Linked DNA regions of Macaca mulatta: region 1 is linked to region 2. Evidence: chromatin contacts called from public Hi-C data. All regions are on one chromosome and are shown on one strand. The core of a region is the stretch at or near the end of the contact, and the rest is flanking DNA. Distances in the headings are between cores, read along the strand shown. Region 1 holds the start of TMEM184B (transmembrane protein 184B). Region 2 holds the start of CSNK1E (casein kinase 1 epsilon).

Region 1 (6,351 bases), core at 2,691-5,190, 45 kb before region 2:
AGGCCATAAGGCTAACAACCACAGATTTAAACTGCATCTCCCAATTCTCTCTCCAGGTCACCAGGACTGCTCAGCGCATTACCTCCCTCTCTCCCTCCTCCTCTCATGCTCCTAGGGACCATTTCTTTTCTTTTTTTTAAAAGACAGAGTCTCGCTCTGTCACCCACCAGGCTGGAGTGTAGTGGTGTCATCTTAGCTCACTGCAACCTCCGCCTCCCAGGTTCAAGTGATTCTCCTGCCTTAACCTCCCAAATAGCTGGGACTATAGGCGTGTGCCACCATGCCTGACTAATTGTTTTAGTAAAGACAGGGTTTCACTGTGTTGGCCAGGCTGGTTCTCAAAATCCTGACCTCAGGCAATCCGCCCACCTTGGCCTCCCAAAGTGCTGGGATTACAGGTGTGAGCCACCACACCCAGCCTAAGACTCTGTCTTAAAAAAAAAAAAAAAAAAAAGTTCCAGCTGACCAAGCATGGTGGTTCACACCTATAATCTCAGCACTTTAGAAGGCCAAGGTGGGAGGATCTCCTGGGCCCAGGAGGTAGAAGCTGCAGCAAGCTATGATAGCACCACTGCACTCCAACCTGGGCAACACAGAGAGGCTCCATCTCAAACAAAAAAAGTTCCAGCTCAAAGGAGCCAGATCCCAGCAGGCAAGAGGTCAGCAGTAGGGCAGACACCATTACAACAGTGGGCTCCAGAGCCTGCCCTGGGTCACACAGGGTCTTCAAGACCAGAAGCTGCTAGAAGACAAGAGAAAGGCATCGGGGTCTAACAGTGATGCCAGGGGCTGTAGGAAAGCCAACGGGACAGACGCCTGGTCTTCCAGAAGTTCTCTGCAGGAATGAAGGAGGGATGAGAAGAGATGGTAATACCGCCCCGTAACACGTGGCTGAGCATGTCACAACCTTCCAGAAACTTTCAAGGCCTCCCTGTTGACTACATCAGGATCGAGTTCAAACTCCTTGGCGGGGCCTCCAAAGAGTCTGTGTCTTCAGGACACAGACCCAACACAGCCACAAGTAGTTCAATCCTCCGCGTCTGAGAGGTGAGGCAGCTCAGACCTCCACATCTGCCCGGAGTTCCCTCTAACTGGAATGTCCTCCTTCTCCTTCACAGGTGGAGCACCCCTCATCCTTCAGGACCAAGACGACTTCCAGCACCCCAGGGTTACAGGGGAGGAGCATGGGCTCTGAGGTCAGACCTACTCGTTCAAAACTCAGCTGTTCCACCCTCTGCTGCCTCCCCTGCAAAATGCAGACGGTGACGGCCCCCATCTCATTGGGTGGTAGGAAAATTAAATACAGTAATTCATGAAAGCGCTTTGAACTGTGCCTGGCACACAGTAAGTGCTCAATAAACGGACTGTTGTTCCTATTGTCCTCTGGGCCCCTTTAGGGCCCTCTGTTTCCACCACAAGTAGGGCACTGTCTTGCACATATTTGTTACACATCGGGCTCCCTCTGCCAACCACCTTTTAGAGGGCTGCTCCCAGCACAGTGCAGGGCAGCATGGTCCTCCGTGAGTGCTTACTCCCTGGGGCTGCAGCGCCTGGGGCAGACCCCACACAGAGCTCTCCCAGGGGCCCAGCTATTGGCCTCCCAGAACTCCCACACCAAATCCGCAGTCTACAGGCCCAGAGCTGTGACTCGGTTTCAAAACAATAAAAGGCTGTACCCTGCCTTGCCGGGGCTGTTTCCACTCCAGGGAATTTACAGAGAGAAATGAGCACAGCAGGGACTGGAAATAGCACTGAGCCCTTCTCGGGGTGAGAGACTGGGCAGGCCAGCCAGAGACCAGGAGCAAAACCTCTAAGACAGAGAGGGAGAAAACGACCTCCGGACAGAAGCCCCAGCTCACAGAACTCGGCCAACAGGAATGAACTAGGACAAGTGGCTCACTCACCCTTCTGCCTCGAAGCTCTTCTTTCCACTTGGTTGGAGAAATTCAGAAGGGGCTCCTTGCATAACCCACCACCACCGTGGGTGCAACAAATAAGACATCCAGAATCCACTGCACGAAGGCTTTTGGGGTAATTCACAGCGCCTTCTCCACCCACACTAGCTACTGGAGCCTCGTATCTGGACTGGGGTCACTAAATCAGTGTCCATCTTCCCAGCAGACTGGGAGCCCCTAGAAGGCAGGCACCAGGTCCCACTGACCATCACACCGCTATGCCCCAGCACAGTGCCTGGCACATAGATGCTCAGTAAGTTGCAAGATAAGATCTGGCAGCAAGACAGAGTTCCTGGTTCAAGGATGATTCCATCCAAGCTTGCCACGGATCATGGAGAAGAGCGTCATGAATTCCCTCTGGGCCTCAGTTTACCACATCCACAAATAGGGACAACAACCGTTCCTTACACAGCTGCTGTGCAAATTAACACAGGAAAATATACGTGGAAAGCACAAAAGCCTCAGATGAACGCCAGTCATCCTTCAGGCTTCAGCACAACCGTCTGTCTCCTTATGAGAGAGTCTCCTGTGGCCACGATCCTCCTTCCTGGGCACTAAACCTGTCCCTGTACTCCTTCTACTCCTTTGTTTGGTATTTTTCACATCACTGTGATCACCTGTTTCCAAGTCTGATTCCCCCACGCTTGAGAGCTCCTTGATAGCTTGGGCATCAATTCCAGGTGCGCACACATACCTGGCTGCTGGGGTCCTCTCACCCCAGCGTCCCAGGTCCCAACTCTGATACGCACAGCACCCTAGACAAGGTACCGAGGTGCAGAGCCTAGGGACCCTACCAAGGAAGCTGAATAGGGAGATGCAAAGGACACTGTAGGCATAACGTGTCAACGAAGTCACACCTCTGAGACCTGCGCTGCCTCTGCAGGTGCAGGTGAGCTTGTTTGCCTGGCTGACTCTGCAGCGCAGGGCCTCCAGGGCACAGATTGCTGCTTCTTTCCTTACAAAAGCACCAGCAGTCAGATAAATAATACATGGCCTTCACCTCACCACAGGTATCAGGCATGCAAACACCTGCTTTGCCCCAAAATGCCCTGGAAGAGAGGGAGGAGTAAAATATCTGGCCTTATACAACACCCCCAGAGGGGATATGTATTGGGAATCCATGCCCAACCCCCAGCCTAACTGCCTTGCTTTGGCCTGGAGCCACCCAGCACTGGAGGTAAGTGGATCCAAGCGAGGTACCAAGGGTGTGCCCGGGAAGGAAATGTACAATCCACGGGAAGGATACAGACACCCAAAACCAGTCTTTGGTTGGTCCCAGTTGGAGGCAAACATCTTTCGAGCCCCAGGTTCCAGGAGATCGCCTTCCAAACCTGAGGATCTGTGTGCCGGGCGTGTACACCCTCCACTCACGACGCAGCCCCGAAGGCCCCCCGCCGACCACCCTCCCAGGTCACTGCCACCCGCACAGGTCACGGACGCCTCCCCCACTCACTCGGCCGTGCCAGGCGCCAGCACACCCACCCAGGAGCACACAATCCCTCTTGCAAAGCGCCTGTCCATCCGCCTCCCTCTCCCGGGGCCACCCCCCGGGCAGGTCCGATTACACTCCAGGCGCTGCCCCCGCCACGTTGGCGTGGAAAGGGAGCGGGCACACCCACGGGCGACCTTGCGGGGAGGAGGGGAGGCACGGGTTGGGAGACAGATGCCCCCTCCCTCCGCGGCCGCGCCGGCCTCCTTAGTGCCCTCCCCGCCCGGGCGCCGGCGGCCGAAGCCGGGCGTCCCTCGCGCGGGCCTCTCCGAAACAAGCAGCCCCCCGCGCTTGGGAGTCGCAGTTCCCCCTTGGGGCTCCCGGGCGAGACCAGCCAGACAGGATACCTCAGGAGCCCATGGCGGTGGCGGCGTGTGCGGACGACGCGCGGCGGCCGGGCTCTGCGAGCGGGGCGGGCGGTAGGCGCCCCAGCCCTGGACTCTCCGCCACCGCCGGCGCGTCCCGGGCCCAGTGGTGTGCTGCCGCGGCGCGCATGCGCACTGGGCTCGCCGCCGGGGAGGGCGGGGCGGCGAACGCGGCTGAGATCACTGCCTGGGCCTTAAAGGGGCCGCGCCGCGAACCCCAGCCGGCCGCCCCGCGGGTTGGGGCGCGACCCGCATCCTCCTGCCACTCACAAAACCAACTACGACTGGCCCCCAACCTCGAGAACTTTCTGGGCTGCGATCTCTGTCCCTTACCCTCGCTGGTGCTTCACTTCTCTTAACCCTAATTTCCTCCATTTGAGCCTGTTTTGAAGATGAAACGAAATACAATGGCTATTTGTTGAGTGAAGGATGCGTGTGGAATTGTGGAATGAACGTGGACCGAGTGTTGTGTGCAATTAGGCCAGATGAAATTGCAAAGCACTGAAAGAGGCTTTTTCTTCCCACCCTACTTAGCAGCGATTCTTTCTTGCCCCATCTGGCTCTAGGCTGCCGAACTAGCAAAAGTCTTCAGACAGGGTTCAAGCCGCCTAGCCCATTTCCGTTTGCTAGGTCCAGACATCACCTAGGTTAATTGAACCAGATAAAATGCAATTATGTTCTGGCATTGATGTGCTCAAGATCCCCAAATGTATTTGTGTCTCCAGACTCCTCCCCTGAACTGTCTGCTCAACACTTCTTTCTTGGAGGTCCAGCAGGCATCTCAAAGTCAACGTGTCTGCAGCTGAGCCAACTGCACTTCCACACACACAACCCTGCTCCCTCTCAGCCTTGCCTTCATCAGCTGTTGACAATTCCATCCTTCCAGTCCCCAGGCCAGAACTCAGAGTCAGCTGTGAATGCCCCGCTTTTGCTGACTCTACCTGCAAAATAGATCTAGACTCTGACGTCTGCCACTCCACCTCCAGTGCTACCACCCTGGTCCAGTATCTGCACAGGATTATTGCAAAGTTCTGCTAACCCATCTCCCTTGTTCCAACCCGGCCCTCTGATCCACCCTATCAATTCAGGGCTGAGGGAGATTCTTTTAAAATCTGCCAGGCACGGTGGCTCACGCCTGTAATCCCAGCACTTTGTGAGGTCGGGTGGATCATTTAAGTCCAGGAGTTAGAGACCAGCCTGGCCAACATGGTGAAACCTCATCTCTGCTAAAAATACAAAAATTAGCTGGGTGTAGTGGTGCATGCCTGTAGTCCCAGCTACTCGGGAGGTTGAGGCATGACAACTGCTTGAACCTGGGAGGTGGAGGCTGGGTTGTGGTGAGCCAAGATCATGCCACTGCACTCCAACCTGGGTGACAAAATGAGAATCTGTCTCAAAAAATGAAATAAAATCTGGCCGGGCACGGTGGCTCAAGCCTGTAATCCCAGCACTTTGGGAGGCCGAGACGGGCGGATCACGAGGTCAGGAGATCGAGACCATCCTGGCTAACCCGGTGAAACCCCGTCTCTACTAAAAAGTACAAAAAACCAGCCGGGCGAGGTGGCGGGCGCCTGTAGTCCCAGCTACTCGGGAGGCTGAGGCAGGAGAATGGCGTAAACCCGGGAGGCGGAGCTTGTAGTGAGTTGAGATCTGGCCACTGCACTCCAGCCTGGGCGACAGAGCGAGACTCCGTCTCAAAAAAAAAAAAAAAAAAGAAATAAAATCTAAGTCAAAACATGGCACTTTTTTGCTCAAAACCGTCCGTTGGCTCTCTATTTCGCTTTAAGTAAAAGCCTTACAAGTCCTTACAAATGCTTAATCTGACATTCTACTCTCCTGGGTATTCCTGACCTCATTCATCTCTTACCCTTTTCTTCCACACTGACCCCGTGCTGTTCCTAGAACAAGCTGAGCTCACTCAGCCCCGAGCCCCCTGCACTAGCTGTTCCCTCTGCTGTGATCGCTGTTTCCCCAGACACCAGAATGATTGCTCCATCACCTTCTTCAAGGGCTTGCTCAAATGTCCTCCATTCAGTGAGGCCTGCCCTGAGCACCCTAGTAAAACTACCAGACCCCTCGCATGCACTCTGTATTTCCCGTTACCATGCCCTACTTTCCCTGTCACTTCATTTCTATCATATTATATAGTTTGCCTATTTCCCTGTGTGTCTTCTTCTAGTAGAACATACGATTTTTGGTTTTTGTGTTTTTGTTTTTGTTTTTGTTTTTGAGACAGTCTCACTCTGTCACCCAGGCTGGAGTGCAGTAGCACAATCTCAGGTTACTGTAATCTCCGCCACTCAGGCTCAAGTGATCCTCCCACCTCAGCCTCCTGATTAGCTGGGATAATAGGCATGTGCCACCATACCCGGCTAATTTTTGTATTTTTTTGTAGAGATGGGTTTTCGCTATGTTGCCAGGGCTGATCTTGAACTCCTGGGCTCAAAGCGATCACCCGTCTCGACCACTCAAAGTGCTGAGATTATGGGTGTGAGCCACCGCTTGCCTGGCCAATAAATTCTGAGGACAAAGATTTTCATAC
Region 2 (5,828 bases), core at 466-2,965:
AGGGGAACGCAGTCCACGTTTGCAGGAAACCCACACGCCACACACCCCACGTACACACACGTCCAGCTTCCCGAGTGTGTACACTCCAAGGGAAGAAAGAAAAGCAGGCACGCACAGTGAGCCCTGTTGCGGGGGGCGGCGGGGGGGAGGTGTGCACGCAACACCCCCCACACCCCAGTCCATTTTCCGCCAACACCAATTCAGAGACCACACACGGCAGCCAGGAAACCCGCAGGTTAGGAAAGGAACATAAATATACCCGCATCCTATATTACATAAATACCCACGCCGGGTTATATAAATACCCATGCCCTCTGTCTGGGTGTCTTACATAAATATACTGCACATGACCCCCAGTCTCTCCCCACTCACCGGCTGTCTGCAGAAAACGGGAGCGGGGAGGGGCAAGGCCTTCAGGACCCCGACTGCTCTGTGCCAGCCATCCAGACCCCCAGTGCCCTCCCCAACACCCCTGGGGTTCAAGCCAGTCTGGGGGAGCCTAGACTGTCCCGGCATCAATCCCCAAAAAGCCTCCCAGAGGAGAGCAGAAAGGCTTCATTCAGAAATGGAGAGGCTTTTCCGTTTTGCTGCTTCTCCCATGGGGGAGGGGGGAGATAAACAAAGTGGGGGGAAAAGTGTATAGGAAGGTTCAAGAGTTTCAGCAGGTTAAAAAAATTAGACAAACTACCAACCAGCATGGCACACGGGCAGTGCTTCTTACTCCCTGACCACCATCGCCCACCCCTGAGCCAGGGCCCTTGTCCCTTGGACGATTAAAATAAAAATTGAAGGGACATCATAGAAAGGAAAGCAAAGGAGATCCAAAACAGGCATTGCTTGGAAGCAACTTGAGACACTGTGTCCCCTTCTCCTCTCCCCAAATCCTTCTCCAGGAAGGAGACTATGCCAAGAAGAAAATATGCAAGAAAACTAAGGGGAAAGTTGGGGAGGGGGTTCACCCCACTTCGAGTTTGGATATTAAGAAGGGCTTGGGAATCCTCTCTCTAACGATACCCAGACACAGTTTTACGTTCCTGAGACACTTGCAAGACACGAATCTCTCACACACAAAAATGGGAGAATCCGATCCGATAAATAACCCCCACCCCTTTCTTTCTCTCCACAAAGAAAAACAAATCGGTGGCCTGGTGACCACACACATCTTCACCTTAGGACCCCCAAACGCCCGCCATCCAACGAGCGGGAGCAGCCTTGCGGACCCCCAGGTCCGGGCGCCGGGGCCGGGAGAGCAGGGGGCGCCGTCGATTGTCCGATGAAACCTACGCGGGCCCGAATCAACAGTATCCGGCGCCCAGCACCCCAGGCCCCCTCCCTCAGCGTCCCCAAATCACAGCCGGGGTGGCCGCCTGGCCGGCCGGGGCCTCGGAGGGTCCAGCGGGGGGAGGCGGAGGCAGGCCGGCCGGAGGGGGCCTCCCCCGCGAGCCTGCAAAATAACAGGCCCCCTCCTCCTCGTCCCCAGCCGCGCCTTTGTCCTCGCCGGGCCGAGCGGGCGGCGCCCGGGCTGCCCCCCCCACACCCCAGCGCGAACGCGCGTGTCCGCCCTCCCCTCCCTCCCTCTCCAGCAAAAACAAAGAGGGTGAGGGAGCCCCGATTCCCCCCAGGTTCGCGCCCCTCGGCGGGCCCACGACCCCCCAATATTTACCCCTCCGGGAAGGCGCCGGTGCCGGGCCGCTGCTCGGGGGGCTGCCACGGGCGGGGGCGGCCCGCCGGGGCGGATGCCGGAGGATTCGCGGAGCCGCCCGGCGCGCCAGCCTCTCCTGGCCCAGCCGCCGCCGCCGCCGCCGCCGCGCTCCGCTCGGCCCCGGCCGGGCTCTGGCTCTGGGCTCTCGCCGCCGCCGCCGCCGCCTCCCTCCTCCCGGCCTCCTGCCCGCCCGCCCCCGCCGCCGGCTCGCGCGCTCCCGCACCGCGCGCGCCCGCCGGCTCCCATTGAGCCCCGGGCCCGCCCGCTGATGTCATCCCCGGCCCGCCGCCGCCGCCCCGGAGGATTTAAAGGGCCCGCGCCCTCCGCGCTGGGGGCCGCAGCCGCGAGACGCAGTCCCCCAGCCCCAGTGCAGGAGCGCGGGCTTACGCGTGGGGGTAGGGGAGCGCACAGATACTGACACCCTAATGCAGTCCAGGGCACAGGTGGAAAAGACGGGCTGAGGGGACACAGGGAAGAGGGGAAGAGGAGGGCGCACAAAAAGCGGGGGTGATGGGAGGGGAGGGTCTAGACCCAAAGTCTTCTCTCCCCGCCTGCCGGGTTCTCTCTCCTCTCCAGGCGGAGCACTGGGCCCCTGCGAAAACAGGCGCTATTCACGACACTGCAAAAGATGTTAGACTGCTGGGGGCTCAGTCCGCCTCCAGGTTCAGAGTGCCGCAGAGAACACAGGCCAGGTTGATTCCGGGCAAGAGATTTGAGGAGACAGGTAGGGATTTCGACACAAGGCCCAGAAAGGTAGCCTGGGTTCATACATTCTCCTCCCGTGGAAAAATCAAGGGTAAAGACCTTTTTTCCTTCTTCTTCTTCTCCTCCCTGCAGCTCAAACTGTGATGGGCACAGAGAGGACCCTCAGATCCCACTCTCATTCTCCCCTGTTGAAGGAGGGGTGCCACAGTACCAAAGCACCGACACCTGAGTCAGGGCTCCGAGTGGTGCACGAGTGGTGGTGCACGTTTAGCCAAGTCACCTCCCAGCTCTGAGCTTGGGTTTCCTTAAACAGCAAATGGGAGGAAGGACCCTGTCCTCCCCAGGTCACAGGGAGAATTAATAAAAGCTTCTACTGGCATCCAGAGCCGCCGATGAAAGGTTGCAGAACAAAGTCATTAAAGCGATGATATTTACACTGTGCCATGCAAAGCTTCCAATTATGACACACCTATATTCACACAGTTGTGACTGTGGACACGCAAAATGCCTGAGGCCCTGCGTCCAATCCCGGAAGCACAGTTCCTGGGAGGAGTCACTATAATGGCCGTATCTTCCCTCCCCGAGGCTGAGGGACTGAGTCACACACTTGTCCAAACGGGCAGGAGCCCCGCAGACTAGGTCCTTTCACCGACCAGGAAACTGGCCCAGAGAGGGGAAGGGGTGTGCCCAGGACCACAAACCCAAAAGGACAGCTCTGTTCTCCCAGCAATCACCAGGAAACTGGGTCTATCAAGAGCCCATTTCCAAGAGTGAGAAGCCTCCTCCCAGGAGGGCCTGCCTTCAGTGACACCTTTGCTAGACAGGGGGTCACCAGCCAGGCAGTGGGCTTTACTTGGCCTGTGTGGTGCTTTCTGTTGTTGTATTGTTAATCCCCAAAGTTTTTTGTTGTTGTTGTTTTTTGCTTTTTTTGTTTGTTTTGAGATAGAGTCTCACTCTGTTGCCCAGGCTGGACTGCAGTGGCCCAATCTCGGCTCACTGCAACCTCTGCCTCCTGGGTTCAAGTGATTCTCCAGCCTCAGCCTCCCTCCTGAGTAGCTGGAATCACAGATGTGCACCACCACACCTGGATAATTTTTGCCCAGGACCACACAGTATTTTTAGTAGAGATGGGGTTTCACCATGTTGGCCAGGTTGGTCTGGAACTCCTGACCTCAAGTGATCCGCCCGCCTCGGCCTCCCAAAGTGCTGGGATTACAGGCGTGAGCCACCACGCCTGGCCAATCCCCAAATTTTTATTTTTTTTTTAATTTTTTTTTTTTTTTTTTGAGACGGAGTCTCGCTCTGTCGCCCAGGCTGGAGTGCAGTGGCGCGATCTCGGCTCACTGCAAGCTCCGCCTCCCGGGTTGACGCCATTCTCCTGCCTCAGCCTCCCGAGTAGCTGGGACTACAGGCGCCCACAACCGCGCCCGGCTAATTTTTTGTATTTTTAGTAGAGACGGGGTTTCACCGTGGTCTCGATCTCCTGACCTTGTGATCCGCCCGCCTCGGCCTCCCAAAGTGCTGGGATTACAGGCGTGAGCCACCGCGCCCGGCCCCAAAGTTTTAAAACTGGAAGATTTCATATTTCAGATCCAGATTCCCTGTTTTTCTTGAGGCATTAGGAGATCTGGTAACTCTGGTCCCAAGTTCTCAGCGGACCTAAGCACCAGCCACCTGCCTTGGTGGGAGTCCCAGGCCCACCCCCTTCCCCCCCACCCCCGCTGCCCATTTTGTTTCTTTCCTCACATGAGCCCAGGCAGAGGGGCCTGGGCACAACTGAGCAGGGGTGAAGTCTGCCCCAGTGTCCTCCAGTCCTCACCACCCCTAACCTTCCAACCTGGGCCCTGCTTCCCAAAGCCCTCCTCTTCTTCAGCACTTTCTAAGCACCCAGCCCTGGGAGAGGAGGTTATTGGTTATCTCATTTAATCCTCTCAAACAACAGATTACACTGTATTCTTTCAGAGAAGGAATCAGGCTCCTCCCAATGCTTGCCTAAGGGGACAGATCAACCTCTCCTTTAAACTGGGCCTGGCTGGAACAGACCCCGTGCCCCTTCCTAACCCAGCCAGACCCCCAGGTCTGACTGCAGCACAATGTCCCAGCTTCCCTCCACCTGCTCATGTTCTCCCCTCTGCATTCAGGACTTGTAACCACACCTCCCACTCCAGCACCCCCACCCCCACCCCCTGCCCCAATTAAGATCCTGCTCAGTTTCCTGGGCCAGCCAGGCTGAGGAGCCCGGCTCATCCCCAGGCCTGCTAGAGAGCCTCCCTGCCTTACCATTCGAAGGGCCTGCTATTGTCCACTGCCTGAGTTGTGGGCCCAAGTCCTTGTCCTTCGTATCCCTGGAAGACCTATCTGTGGGCCCTCCCAAAGAGCTTTGCAGTGAAGCCATAAGGGAAGGCAAACCATGACACACAACCCAGCTAAGGAGGGGAGACTGGTCTAAAGTAAAAAAAAATATTACCTGTTCCAGCAGCCCTACAGCCTGACTTCTCTCTCCGACTTGGTTCTCAGTGATTCCTCTCAGATTTAACTCCTAACTTTAAAACCCAAGGGTGGGGCTTGGCACGCCCCTGTAATCCCAGCACTTTCAGAGGCCAAGGCGGGCGGTCACCTGAGGCCAGGAGTTCAAGATCAGCCTGGCCAACATGGTGAAACCCCGTTTCTACTAAAAATACAAAAAAATTAGCTGGGCGTGGTGGCAGGCACCTATAATCCCAGCTACTCGGAAGGCTGAGGCAGGAGAATTGCTTGAACCCAATAGGCCGGGGTTGCAGTGAGCCGAGATCGTACCATTGCACTCCAGCTTGGGTGACAGAGTGAGACTCCGTCTCAAAAAAAAAAATAAAAAACAAAACAAAACAAAACAAACAAAAAACCCAAGGGTGTGGCAAAGTCCCCTAGCCACCTTCTCTGCAAGCCAACAAGAAGATGAAATCAGGCTAGAATAGGTGTGGGGTGAATTCCCAGCTCCCAATGGGCCCACCCTGGGTTTCAGCTGCTCTGCATTGGTTCAGGAATAGAGGCTCTCACACCTTTCCAAACTGATTTTTGTCGTTGTTTTTTAGAGGCTCACTCTGTCACCCAGGCTGGAGTGCAGTGGCAGATCATACCTCACTGTAGCCTCAAATTCCTGGGCTCAAGTGATCCTCCTGCCTCAGCCTTCCAAGCATCTGGGACTACAGGCATGCATCACCATACCCAGCTAATTCTTAGAATTTTTTTTTTTTTTTTTTTTTGAGACAGAGTCTCGCTCTGTTGCCCAGGTTGGAGTGCAGTGGCCGGATCTCAGCTCACTGCAAGCTCCACCTCCCGGGTTTACGCCATTCTCCTGCCTCAGCCTCTGGGTAGCTGGGACTACAGGCGCCCGCCACCACGCCCGGCTAATTTTTTGTATTTTTTTAGTAGAGACGGGGTT

What was found. Hi-C and Micro-C count contacts between places; a contact is called where the count stands out from the background.
Region 1: a contact with region 2 is called in a Hi-C map of cortical neurons, with 4 times the contacts expected there. The contact joins the promoter of TMEM184B here to the promoter of CSNK1E in region 2. A contact is called at or near these places in 2 of 14 Hi-C or Micro-C datasets (cortical neurons and liver).

Annotation. Positions count from the first base shown.
Region 1 is chr10:13,217,914-13,224,264 of T2T-MMU8v2.0, reverse strand. TMEM184B (transmembrane protein 184B) reads right to left here and starts at 3,940. Exons shown (of 9, transcript NM_001193979.3): 1 at 3,792-3,940.
Region 2 is chr10:13,171,491-13,177,318 of T2T-MMU8v2.0, reverse strand. CSNK1E (casein kinase 1 epsilon) reads right to left here and starts at 1,715. Exons shown (of 11, transcript NM_001261652.1): 1 at 1,664-1,715.